Linked DNA regions of Mus musculus: region 1 is linked to region 2. Evidence: chromatin contacts called from public HiCAR-type data. All regions are on one chromosome and are shown on one strand. The core of a region is the stretch at or near the end of the contact, and the rest is flanking DNA. Distances in the headings are between cores, read along the strand shown. Region 1 has its middle 33 kb from the start of Fbn1. Region 2 has its middle 42 kb from the start of Dut.

Evidence for each region. HiCAR-type assays count read pairs that join an accessible place to other places.
Region 1: a HiCAR-type map of fibro-adipogenic progenitors shows a contact between it and region 2, with 2.4 times the contacts expected there. The contact joins two enhancer-like sites. A contact is called at or near these places in 1 of 15 datasets of contacts at CTCF or cohesin (the NIH/3T3 cell line), 1 of 484 Hi-C or Micro-C datasets (nephron progenitors) and 1 of 115 datasets of contacts at active chromatin or transcription factors (fibro-adipogenic progenitors).

The regions. Positions count from the first base shown.
Region 1 is chr2:125,535,694-125,542,590 of GRCm38.p6, reverse strand. No RefSeq gene overlaps it. Among named protein-coding and RNA genes, the nearest start is that of Fbn1, 33 kb to the right of the region's middle. Within about 2 kb of position 1,735, at least 25 of the 459 cell types and tissues checked have an H3K27ac peak or open chromatin away from gene starts, as enhancers often do. A contact at or near this core is called in fibro-adipogenic progenitors, where this site is marked.
Region 2 is chr2:125,285,664-125,292,802 of GRCm38.p6, reverse strand. No RefSeq gene overlaps it. Among named protein-coding and RNA genes, the nearest start is that of Dut, 42 kb to the right of the region's middle. Within about 2 kb of position 2,057, at least 38 of the 459 cell types and tissues checked have an H3K27ac peak or open chromatin away from gene starts, as enhancers often do. A contact at or near this core is called in fibro-adipogenic progenitors, where this site is marked.

The sequences.
Region 1 (6,897 bases), core at 486-2,985, 250 kb before region 2:
GTCCACACTTTGGTCTTCGTTCTCTTGAGTTTAATGTTTTTAGCAAATTATATCTTATATCTTGGGTATCCTAAGTTTCTGGGCTAATATCCACTTATCAGTGAGTACATATTGTGAGAGTTCCTTTGTGATTGGGTTACCTCACTCAGGATGATGCCCTCCAGGTCCATCCATTTGGCTAGGAATTTCATAAATTCATTCTTTTTAATAGCTGAGTAGTACTCCATTGTGTAAATGTACCACATTTTCTGTATCCATTCCTCTGTTGAGGGGCATCTGGGTTCTTTCCAGCTTCTAGCTATTATAAATAAGGCTGCTATGAACATAGTGGAGCATGTGTCCTTCTTATCGGATGGGGCATCTTCTGGATATATGCCCAGAAGAGGTATTGCTGGATCTTCCGGTAGTACTATGTCCAATTTTCTGAGGAACCGCCAGACTGATTTCCAGAGTGGTTGTACAAGCTTGCAATCCCACCAACAATGGAGGAGTGTTCCCCTTTCTCCACATCCTCGCCAGCATCTGCTGTCACCTGAATTTTTCATCTTAGCCATTCTGACTGGTGTGAGGTGGAATCTCAGGGTTGTTTTGATTTGCATTTCCCTGATGATTAAAGATGTCGAAATGTCTACAGGCCTAGTACCAGGCACCTTGCTAATCTTGTTTTCTGTGATCTTGCTGTGAGTTCTGTCTGATCCACAGTGACCTTTCATAGATCTGTTGAATAGAAAAACAGAAGACGGACTCCTTTTTGTATTGTTTAGTCAGGAACAACAAACACATTTAAGATTAGCAAAGCAGTGTGGAAGTAGATGTCCCAGCACAGCCGAGTCAGGAGAAGGACCTTCAAGCAGCAGATACCAGTCTGAGCTGCACAGAAAACGTTGTTGTACTCTCACGGAGAAGGCTTGCCTCTGACTCATGTTCCCAGGCTACTGTAAGCAGGAAGAATTCAAGCAGGTGTACATAGTTCATTGAGTAGACAGGTGAAGTGCATGCTTCCAGGTTCTCAGTGATATTTTGTGTCGTTTTTGCATACTGGCTGTGTGTGTAAGGGCGTGTGGAGGTCAGAGGACGAATCTCACCATCTCTGAGACAGGCTCTCTTTGTTCTCTGCCTTATGTACCAAGCTACCTGGCTCATTAACATCTTGGGATTCATCCGTCTGTGTCTCCCATCTCACAGGGTGAGCACCAAGATTTCAGATGCACGGTATCTGTCCAGCTTGATGTGGTTTCTGGATATCCGGCCCGTGTACTGACATGGCAAGCACTTACTGCTGAGCCATCTTGATAGCTCTCAAGACTTTATGTGGCCCTTATTGTCTTGACTAAAGGAACGCTTTCATAGTGTTACATGCAGGTTTCTGTGAAAATATATCAGAGTAAAAACAAACACAAAAACTCCTGAGCACTCTCTTTTCATTAGAAAGATGTGTGAGCCCAGTTGTGTTATTTTAAAATAGCCTGAAAGTGACAGAGCAGTGCTCGGGTAGTATATTAAAAAATAGCAAAGCCAGTGTATATTAAATTTTTGTTCTGTACCAGGGACTATGTAATGGGGACATTATGCCGTGAAATTCTTACCATTCTAGGGGATTTAGCTGAATTTTAGGGACCACCATCCTCAGAGAAGTGGAGAGTAAATATTCCAGCGTTTTGGAGAAAGACAGCACAGAGCAGTGGCTCCAACCTAGTTCTGTCTTGCTCCCAGCTGCGCTTTCGGTTACTCTGGCAAAAGCCAGTGGTGACTAATTGTCTAATCATGTATCGAGCCCTTAATTGTTGCTTTCTGTTTCCTTGTGGCCAGAGATTTATTTTAATTTTTCCTGTGGTTGATGGTCCATGACCTAAGATTCCACAGTCATATACTTCGAGCGCAGGATGCTTGTGTGGATGGCCAAGGAAAACTTCCTCTCCAGGTCCCAATCACTCAGACATTTGCCTTTACTCTCCAAGCTCATGTTTACAGTTGGAATGGAGACGCATCCCTAGTGATTCCTAGATGTTCATTTATTTTTAAAATGTTTTGAGTATATTTCAGGCACATTCTGGACACTGGGGATATTGATGAAGACCCCCCTCCCCTTTCATGGAGCATCCAATCCCATTGGATTGGACATATGAATAAATTCAATCAGGCACATCTGGAGTGGAAAGTTGGCCTAAGTTCAGGGAGAGCAATGTTACAGACAGCAGCAGCTTCCCATGTTCCTGAGTGTATAAGCTGTCTCTTGAAGGTGGTCTCAGAAAGCGTTAGGATCAGGTGTCATCTGAGCAAGGATCTAAAAAAAATTTTAGGTAGAAGAGTCGTGTGCGGTAGCATTTTCTAGGAAAAGGTGCAAGCAGATGTAAAGGTCCTGTGAGAAACACAAGGAGGGGTCCTGATGTGGCGTGCTGGGCAGGCATGGGCTGGATAGGAATGGTATGAGTTAGTGAAGGCACTATCACAGGGGCCTCATAGGCCCTGAATAAAGACAAACTTTATTCAGAGTAAGACATCATGGGGCACTTTTAACAGGGGTCATATGATGTGGGTCACTTTCCAGGAAGGTCCGTGTGGCTTTGGGGACCATAGTGTGGGGAAGCAAAGACAAGGTGGGAACCATCTCAAAGAGAAGCATATGGAAGCAGCCCAGATGACATGGATGTCACTGTCGTCATTACACATCAACTGTGATGGTTGCTGCTGAGAGACTGGGGTTGAGTGGTTGATTAATTCAGGAACCATAGTTGGCTTTTATAATGTTGAAATCATTTGCAACCTTGAACAAGATGTTTATGCAGATAGCAGCACTGCCTTGTGGGAGCCGAGACAGCTGAAGCACTGCTGGCTTTTCTGGAAAGTTCTACAGAGAAGTTCAATGCAAAGATAACCATGAAGGTTTTTTTGTTTGTTTGTTTTTTGTTTTTGTTTTGTTTGTTTGTTTGTTTTGGTTGTGGGGGTTTAGGGTTTCACTGTGCAGCCCTGGCTAGCCTCCACTCACTATGTAAACCAGGTTGGTCTTGAACTCACAGAGACCCACTTGCCTCTGCCTTTTGAATGTGTCACCACACTTAGCTTTAAAAATCTTTTCATTTATTTTTTTAAATATATGTTTATTCTTAACTGACACATAAGAATTGTGCAAATTTTGTGGGCTAGACTGTGATATTTCTGAACCACATTTGGAAATATGTGTATGGTGTGTACCAGTCACATAATAAACTTTTATTTGGTTTTAAAGACAGGATGGCAGCATGTTGATTTGTTGAAGGGATCTAAGAGAAGGAACGTTTCCTTAGATTGGAGTGTGGATTGTCCACCTTTAAAATTGTTCTGAGAACCTGAAGTTCCACTATTTTCCTTTTTCATTAATGGCTGGTCTTCTGTTTCTTAATCCCCCGGGGATAGAGCGAAGCACACGTATTTAGCACTCAACTATTTCCCAAGCATCCCAGGAAATGCAAAGCAAGTGACATTGCAGGGAGCACGATATACCGTGGCATCTGCTTCATTTGGACCTTTCGGAGTCTGTTCTCTGAGTGATAAAATAAACAAACAAACACAAAACCTACTTTCTTACTCAGTTAAGCACAGAATGGGTGGTTCTCCTGAATGTTCTAGTTCTGAAATTAGATCCATTTACCTAACTCCCCGTCACCAACATGCGCACCGACATGCGGTATCCGAGCACACGTTATTTGAATTGAATCCACGTAGCACTATTAATGGGCTGACTCCTGCCAGGCTGACGTCATGAGCTGTTGAGCCCCAGGTTTCCTTCTGCATTGGATAGCATTGATAGCAAACCTCTGAGGGAAGTAATTGCTTGATTATGTCTTGGAATTCTAGGACACCAACTCACAAGAATAGCAAGCAAATTCTAGCTCCCACTTCACCCATTGGAATAGTCTAAAAAGCCTATGCCGAAAAGCTTCAAGTCTTAGCTATTGATCCCCTCCCCCCACTCTCCCGGCATTGGATAGAAAAAGTCAGCTTGATATAATATTAAATTTTAAGATTGTTATGAAGTGTTTCGGAAAGCTGTCACCAGTTCATGATATTCTAGAAACTTCCCTGCCTCTTCTGTGGCACATCCTCTGTGTGGGTGGGGCCTTGCCAACCTTTCTCATGGGGCTCGCCCCTCCAGTCATCACCCTAAGAGTGACATAAGGTAAAGAGTGTGCATAAAGCCTGTCATTTTTGTTACTGAAACGAGGCCAATCTTTTCAAACTATACAAAGTAAACCTAACACCATAGCTGAAAGGGAGAGAGAGAGAGAGAGAGAGAGAGAGAGAGAGAGAGAGAGAGAGAGAGAGAGAGAGAACTGCCTTGGAGGACAGCAGGCAGGGTGACAAAGACCCCAGAGTGAGTCCAAGAATGTTGGTCATTAAATAACATCTGCAAACATCCAGCTAGCGGTGGTTCAAATGTGGGTCATTTGCTCCCCATAAGTCTAGGAACAAATTTCATTATTCTATTAAGTCACTATAGCTTTAAGTGCCCAAGAGGACATTCAATGTTTCACACATTTTCAAGTATTTGGATGGTTTCATAGAGTCCACCATTTCTGAGCTGATGTTACACAGATGCTAATAGTCTGACACAAATATTCCTTGATGAAATATGAGAGATTATATTATTTCAAAATATTTTAATATGTTACTATGTATGTTTTGAGGAAAGCACTCCACCACTGACCCAAATCCCCAGCTTTCACACGTATGGTTTAAAGCACATTAATTAACTAAGTGCTTGGACCATGTTTACTAGGACATATCTACACACTCCAGCATGGTGAACTTATCAATAGCTAGTTTCATTAGTAGTTTAAATAGTACAATCCCACATGTGTGCTATTAACAACTTGTAAGCCTCAAAGCTTAGTGTGTTGCATTTTCTTGCTTTGTTTGTTGATATAAGAGAGTTCTGTTGGTTCAGGTCCTGGAATACTGTCTAGGGGCATCCAGACAATCTCACTGAACCCTGGATTGTCAGGAGGTGGACTGTGGACTGACTCCTGCCTCATGTACACCAGCATCCACTTGAGTGGCTCCTTCCAATCTTCCCCCTCCTCTAGGAGGTTTTTGTTCTACTGTCTTGACTTGGAGAGTTAGTACAGTATTCTCACCCTTCCCAGCCTTTTAGATCTTTGACAGTTAAATGGCCCGAGTCCCATCTTCTGTGATCATTTTTTTTCTTTATCCATGTTGTATTTTTCACCTTTGATGACCCATTTCTGTTACTGATTTTCAATAGTCATTTTTAAGGAAATTATGATGACCTATTAAGACTTAGAGATCTGAACACACCCTAGTGGCCTAGTTTATGTTGTGCGCATGAGGCAATCACTAATCACATCAGGATCAAGCCCAAAGATTACAAGCCTCAAAAAACCACTGGCGTAGTTTTTCAAAAGAGCCAGAAATTCTTTTTTTATTTTATCTTGTTTTATTGGTTTTCCGAGATAGAATTTCCCAGTATAACCTTAGCTGTCTTGGAACTGGCTGTGTAGTCCAGGCTGTCCCCAGAAAGATTAGCCTGCCTCTGCCTCCTGAGTGCTGGGATTAAAGGTATGCACCAAATTTTGTAATTTATTTCAAATTATATTTACCCTCCCCCAGCTCCTGGCCTTTCCACATTCTCTGAAAACCTCATGTCCTTTTTTTCTTATTTAAATAACCCATTGAGTCAATTAGTAGTGCCCATATATACTCGGATGTGGGGCCATCCACTTTAGCACAATTAAACTACCAAGGATGACACCCCAAAATTTTCTAGCAGCCACCAAGCATCAATAGCTCCTCAGCTAAGGGTGGGTCTTCATAAGCCCCTCCCCTCTCCGTGTTGCTGTGGCGACCAGCTTGATCTTGTGCAGGTAACCACAGCTGCTATGAGTTCTCCAGAGCAGAAGACAGCACTTCACTTTGGTTCTCCCCAACCTCTGGCTCTTAAACTCTTTCTGTTTCCTCTTTGCCAATATTCCATGAGCCGTGAGGGAAGGGAGCGTGGTCCCGTAGACTTTTATTCTCTATATTTTGCCTACTTGTGAGTCTGTATTAAAAGCCATTCATTGCATAGAGGTTTTTCTGAAGAGGTCTGAGGGCTCCACTAATCCAGGAGTGGCGAGTGGTCATCTCACAGGGCAGTTTGATACTGTGTCCGTTTACTGGAAGAATAGTAGTATATTTTCTCCTAGACCCAAGATCTCCCCAGTCATGAGTTCTTTTCCAGATTTATAGTACCAGAAACAAGTCTCTTTCTATGAAGAAACTAGGTTATTCTTTGAGTACCAAATGCTTTAGAAGCTAAGGAATGCCATGCCGTAGGAAATGCCATGCCGTAGGATACCAAAGCACTAGTGAGTCATAGACTTCGTTTAGATCGATAACATAGAGCAGATATTTATATACCATCCACCTTAAAACTTAATCTCTTGACTTGTAATTGGAGCATTTCTGTGGAGATCTGTCTTAAAATATTTACTGAAACATTTTTTTGTTTGTTTATTTTCTGAGACAGGGGCTCACATTGTAGTTCAGGCAGGCCTGGACTTCACTCTATAGACCTGGAAGGTTTGTATTGGAATTTATAAGAACTATTGAATTATAGTTATGAATGCTTGGGACAGAAAGCTGCATCCTTTAAAAAATGTATGCGGAAACTCTGTCCTTAGAAAGCCAATCATAACATGCTAGTTTCACCTGCCAGTCTCCGTAAGATCCACCCACTCACTGTACCTGCTAGTTGGAAAGTTGAGTCAACTCATATGAAGAGACTAAAAGACTCACAGACCCGTAGACACATCTAAGTAGCATATCACTTTGAGAGTTCTCTGGTACAACTAAAATGGCTACAACAGATAGTCTTGAACATTTGTGGTAGAAGCCCTCTTTCCCTCGGTACAGTTCAGA
Region 2 (7,139 bases), core at 808-3,307:
CTGTGGCACCCTGGACGCAGTGACGACAGGAAAAAAGATGAATTGGGAGTGCTTGACTGAAGTGAGCTTACAAAAATGTGCCGAGTGGTGACCAACCGGGGCTTGTCAGCTTCAGTCTGTCTCCAAGTGTGCTTTTCATCACCCAGATGAGCCACAAATCCTTCAAGTTGTGTGGTGTGTCTTTCCCACAAAAGAAGTCTTAAAATGGTATGACGTTACACAGTAACCTGCGAAAGGCCTTTCCCATGAGAGATGCTGGGGAATCCTTCCTAGGGCATGGCAGCCCATCTGGGCTTTTACATGAAGAAGATACCATAATGGCGAGGACAGAGTGGTCTTTGGCCAGCTAGCAGGTTGGGCGTGGAAAGGGAATAGGGTAATGGGTGGAGTTAGCATGACTTGAGCAGTAATTTGGCTACCTGGGTTGGTTTTGGAACATTTGAAATGTTAAACTATATGGAGTTGACAGGCTTATGTCTGAAATGAGAAGCCACCGAGATGATAGGGGAGGTCCCGACTCCTCTCTCGTCGTTGTTTATGAATAATCTCTCATTGGTCATGTCATAACATGGCCATTGCATGGTAAGGCATAAGGGCAGAATTACTTTCACCTCAATCCCTTGCTGAAAGGAATAATCCTATGAAGAAAGGATCTATGCAATGTAGTGGTTTGGGAAGTAGAAGAAAAGGACACACTGAATAAGAAAACATTTCCCTAATATGTCACCTGGTGTCCCAGGGAAAGTCACCTCTTTCTGGGACCCGAGTTTCCTACATCTACCCAGTTCCCTAAGTGTAAACATTGTGAAGGTAGAGGTATAGAAAATGGAAGATTAGATGTGACAAGACACTGCAGAGATCGTGCTAATAGCAAAGGAAAATGGTCCCTATGAACACAGTAGACACTTTGTTATTGTGGTTTACAAGCCCTGGTTTCTGTATCTTACGGAGGACTTGTCTATGCCTCGCAGACACCTCTCACTCTCCCTACCTCTGACCTTTGCCTCATCTCCCTGCACTTGGCCTTTTCCTGTTGCCTACTTCAGTTTTAACAAGCATTAAAGAGTTTATATTCCTTTGTGTTCCCTTTGCTCCCATCAAGGCAAAAGCACATCTTATGATCACTCAGTTTCCATTAAGGAACAGATGTGCCTGCCATCAGTTCCAGAGAAGCTGTTTTAGTGCCACAGGCCCTGTGGCAGGAAGAAGAAAAGATCTGTGGCTGGGTGTGGTGGCGCACGCCTTTAATCCCAGCACTCGGGAGGCAGAGGCAGGCGGATTTCTGAGTTCGAGGCCAGCCTGGTCTACAGAGTGAGTTCCAGGACAGCCAGGGCTACACAGAGAAACCCTGTCTTGAAAAACAAAACTATAAAAACACAAACAAAAACAAAACAAAAAAGAAAAGAAAAGAAAAAGAAAAGATCTGTGCCTCAGCTGGACTTAGTGAGAGCTGCTTGCTTTCAACACTGCCCTGGGCTACTGTCCAAACCTGCCACCCCCACCCCGGGGACCTTGTCTGGAGACAACTCATTCTCCTAGCTCTCAGACAACATGAAAATCCACATTCAAGATGGCTTCAGCACTTAGCCTTCCATTCCTGTAGGGGACAGATGGCTCTCCAAAAAGATAAGGAGCTCCAGGCTGCAAATCAGTGTTGGTTCCACCCAACCTGGCTTAAACAATTGATGTGAACCCCCACTTTAAAAGAAATGGCATAGAACCCCATGTTTGAAATTTCTAAAAGTCCTCTGGCTGTTTCTCCATCCACAAGAAGGTCTTTACTGCCCACCAGGCAAAAACTGCAGCCTCCTGGCCCCAGGGAGGAGATGAGGTGAGGTTTAAGGTGGGTGGGGCAAGTTCTGTTCCCCTTTTCTTAGCCACAGCCTATTATGGAGGTTTGGATTTAGTGCGCAAACCAGGGGGTCTCAGGAGAAGAGCCCAACAAATTGGGTCAGACTTCTGTGGGTGGAAGATTCCAAGGAGGATCCGGGTGTGTGTCAGCTAAATGATTCCATTCTCTTCTTTGACTTCTAAGGCCCGCCCTCTCCTTAGGGAGCTCTAACTGCCAAGAAGTACTGTTCTGTGCTCTTGGCTGCTAAGGCACGTGTGCTCAATAATAAGGAGCCGTCTTTTATAGAGCCTTTAAAAATGGGCCAGGCAGCCCGCTAATCACTTCACAAATGTAAGTGATTCACTAGCCGGGGGCACAAAATGCAGTCAAATTCTCTCAAATGTAAGCACAAAATACCTAAGCAACCCCATTTTGTCCATGTGAGAACCCTAAGACCCCAGCAAGGCTTCTTCGGTCCAACCAGCCAGTCCCAAAGAATATTGCTGGACAGCATTAAACAGAAGAAGGGCTAGCTAGCTTCTTGACTGTTCTTTTTGGCAATAGTTGCCACTGGCATAGTAACACAGTGTCCCCTCTGACGGCACCCCACTCCCCTCTAGAGAACCCATGACTTGGCCCCAAAGGCAGCCTCTGCTTACTCGAGGAGCCAAAGTCCTTAAAGCAGCAGTGTGGACAAGGCCTGTCCTCCATCCACAGGCTCACTTCACCTCAGAATCCCTCAGTTGTGAGATACTGAGTACCAGAGCCAGTCCTGATCTTCATAAACAGCCCAGTTCTGATCGACAGTCACTGGTCTATCCCCATCTACCCACCATATTGTTTTGTTTTGTTTTGTTTTGAGTACTAGAGATTGAGTGCAAGGCTTTATGCAAGGTGGGCAAGCACTCTACTATTGAGCTATATGCCAAGGGCTGCTCCATGTTTTTTCTCATGAGCCTGGGTCAGACTGGCCTTAAACTCCTTCTGTAACCCAGAAAGTTCTTGAACTGGCAATCTCCTTGCCTCAGTCTTCCAAATAGCTAGATGACAGGACTGTGTCACTGGCCAGGTGCCCTTCACACTTTACGTCATGGGCTGCATTGCGTCAGCAGCAGAGAAGCACTCCTCTTCACATATACCATCAGGCCCATTCCCACCTCAGGACAGATGTCTGGGTTTCAATTCTTTGACCTTAGTATTTGTGATTTTTTTTTCCCTCTCATACTTTGTTTGCATGATTTACTTTATGTTGCCAATGAGGAAGGACACTGTAGAACTTTGAGGGAATGTGTTAAGGTCACACAGCTACAACACAGCAGACCCCCATGGGATTCAAACCCTCACCCTGGACACAATCTCCACAAGCCTTGTCTTGCTCACATGTTCTTGCTTGGGCTGTCTTTCTGAGTTGAGAAGAAGGGAAGAGGCCTCTTAGGCATGTGTGTCAGCAGGAGCCTCTGTCTACCCCTAGGTTGCTTGTGGGTCCCTGGTTCAGCTCTTGGCTCTTTGGAAATAATTGCCTCTACAATGGGGCTGATGCCTTTTGAACAGAAACACATGGGAAGAAGACTTTTTCAAGTGTCTCTTTAAAGCACTTCAAGAGGTGAACTTGAGTTTTCCAGTTCCATACCCAGTCACTCTTTTTCTGTCCCAATAAAAGCCAATCACAGTGAAACAGTATCAGCTCCAGGCAGACACACAGAAGGAAACTATTTGAACAAAGATCAGATTTGAGTTGTATTTGGGAGCCAAACAAGAGATGAAGAAATCAGAACTAAGATGATGGATCCAGAACTACGGGAAGAGGTGACACAAAGAAAGACACAGTCTACAGTGAGTGGCACAAGGTGTTAAAAGGGGGTGAACAGCAAGCCACCATACCAAAGGTAGGATCCAAAGCTGCCCACATGGCATATCCACAAAGAAGCTTGCCATGGTGGCTGGCATACAGCAAGGGGAGAGCCTAAAGGTTGCTCACTTAGCATCCAACCCCCTGGGAAGACAGTACTGGTAACCCATCCTGGAGTTTCCTTGTGATTCAGATGGAACATCTCTGTCCCCGACATCTGGCACTGCAGACTTGAATCTTTCACCATGACCACCATGCCCTGTGAACATCCAGATTCTTCCTCCAGTATCTCTGACTACATGAGCCTATATCTGAATCATCTCTAGTGCCCAAGCTTCTTTCCAGTGAATTGTGTTTGACAGTCACTATGTCAACTCACATGTAAAACCCAACAATCTCTGTTCTCTACCCTCTCTCTATTTCCAAGGATTTTAGTTACAAGAATTATGCTCATCATAGTTGCATCGCTATAAAAATATCTGAGAGAAACTAGCTTAAAAGAGGAAGGATTTGTTTAGGCTCACTGACTAGGACTTTTCACTGCTCCTGGGTTTCTGGGCCTGCGGGAAGGTAGTTCCTCATGGTAGTACAAAGTAAAAGAAAGCCGCCTATGTTATGTGGCAGGAAGCAATGAAGCAAGAGCGAGGGTCTGGGACAAGGCACACCTTCCAGAGCATGCCCTTGATGACCCTCTTCCTCTCCACAGGCACCAGTTTTTAACTTCTATCACCTCCCAATATTGCTATCTAATTATGACTCCTTCAGCAGTCCACTGATGAGGGTTGAGACACAACCTTCATGAGTAGTTATTTTAAGAAATTTTAACTCATGCTTTCAGATCTCAGCCTTCCTTGGAGTAATAGGAGGAAAAAAAATGAATCTTAGTAAAAAGTACTAACTGACCCCAGTCTAGGTTCCGTCTCTCCACAGTCAGCCCAATCATCCTAACACCCATGCCTCAAGCACCCATCACGCCCTTCAACATATGGCCTATCAGGGAACATTGCAGATTCAAACCAGGACAAAAAGAGCTGAAAGAGAGATGTCATCTCTATGGTGTAAAGCTTTTGTGTATATAACAATGTTTTCTATGTACAGGTGCTTGACTTTGGGCTTTTTCAAGGGGTGAAGTAATCTACAGCAGGTTACTAAGGATATGTCTTTGTCATCCTGAGGACTGGCAACTAAGATACCTACCTGCTCACTTGTTAAGGAAATCTAGGATTTGCCATTCGTCATTTGTGAAACCTAATGCCACCTTTGATAAATATTTTAAGACATCCTACCTATGTTTTCCTGCCTCAGGATTCCTTGGGGTGATAGGAGAGAAATGAATCTTAGATAAAAGTACCAGTTGACTCTTAACCTGGATTCTGTCTCTCTAGAGTCAGCCCTATCACCATTACAGCTGTGCCTCAATCACCCATCACAGCTGTACACTGTGCAGTAAGTTGGCTCCTGTCTCTCTCCTGGAGATCACACATCTCATCTGTCCTTGGTGCCAGCACAAAGCACAGGTGTGCTCAGTACATACTCACCAAAGAGTAAACAAATGTAAGAATGAAATGGCCAATGAACTCGAATGCATCCAGGTTCCCTGCCTTGTTCATCTTTGAAAACAAGTCCATCTCCTCCAGAGAAGAGACACAGCATGGGTGTCCTAGGGGATGTCATTAAGAACTGTGACAGAGAGCATGGAGGACAGGTCCCTTTATGGGACATGACTTGAAGTAGAGGATCTCTGAAATCTCTTCTAACTCCTGGGGACACTGAGAATCAGTCACTCAGACAGGACCAGGAGTTCAGACTGGATGTCGCACCTGAAAGTGTGTGCTTGAAAGCAATGCAGAATTAATAGAAGAGTGGTCTTTCCCACTGAAAAATACAAGCTTTGGTCTGGTAGGATGGCTCAGTGGGTAACGGTATTTGCTGTAAACTGAGTCTGGCTACCTGAGTGTGATCCCAGGAACCAAAGGTGGAAAAAGAGAGCTGACTCCCTCTACACATGCCCTCTAGCACGCATGCGTCTGTACACGCGCACACTTACTTAATAATGAAAAATCAAAGTTTTTGAAAAAAAGAAAAAAATCAAACAATTTTTGCAGCTCAATTTTCTGAACCTAGAGTTTAAACAGAAACAAGAACGAAACATTTAAAGGTGTGACAAAAAGTCCCAAACTTAAACTTCTTAATTCATTTAAAAAATTATTACTAAATTTTGGACAGCCTTAAGTAGAAGATCTATTTTACAGCTGTTTGTCTCAAAGCAAGAGGCCATTACTTGCTGGAGGCACCCAGTTCTTACGCTTTGAATTGAAAAGTGTTCTAAGACCTCCAAGGGTCTACCCTCACATGGCGAAATCAGAAGCAAGTAACAGTTTGTTAGAGTAGAAAAGCAGAAACAATAACTCACATAGCTTATTTAAAACCATGTTTTGTAAAAATCAAGCAAAACAAAACAAATGACAACAAAACTTCCCTGGAAGGAAGGGAAGAACTGACATCTCCAGGTTGAGAGAGAGTGTCGGCACACGCCTTCTCCATGGCGGAGATCTGGGAACCCCGCTGGACACACAGGTCACATTAATGGGGATCAGCCCCATTTTCCTGGCTCTGAGAGCTCTAACCATCTGAACAGTTTCTTAGGTGAAATGTCTGCCTTTGCTCACTGCAATTTATTAGGAACAGAGCCTGATGCTCCCAGGACAGTATCTCCTCACAGGAGAGGATCTGTGTAAAAGAGAAAGCCATTACCTCAGGCCTCCGCCTCCCACCTTTTCCCTGTCTTTCCCACATGATGCAAGCTCTTGGAGCCACCAGCTTTCCATGGGAAATTCTCCCATTTGCAGGGAACTTATCACCTGGCTTCCCTCCTGTTCCCTCCTGTCCCCTTCTGTTCCCTTCCGTTCTTCCTCCCTCATAGTAATTCGCCCTTCCTCCAAAGGGGAAGTGCTTTTGCCAAGGGTTCACAATCCTTAATGTGTTCTTTCAAAGCAGGGAAATGGAGACAGTAAAGAGAAGAGATGTGAGTTCCTAGCCCTGGCCATCCAGATGGGCTTGCAACGCTGGGGCTTTACTGGTGCCTTCTTGCTCTGAGATGGCGCTGTTCCCTTTGTTAATCCCTTGCTTATGCTTGACTGCTAACATGGATGTCTTCTTGTTCCCAGTGGAATTGGGGTGTAGAGAATGGGTACTCAAGTGTGCCAAAATCCTGAGGCAATGACTCTAATCTAATTAGTAACTCCTCAGCTTCCCCCTAATTCTGAACCGATTTAGTTTTCCCGATTTCTCATTTAGCTCAAAGTTAATTTATATGTTAAAATTATGTAAGTGGTGACTCATACCTAATGAACTGAAGTGGGGACAGGGGCTGCCAGAGTAGAGAAGTTGGTAATATTCCTTGTCACAGGCTCCAAGCTAAGCAGACATGAACATGATAACCAAAGTATTGGTCATGGG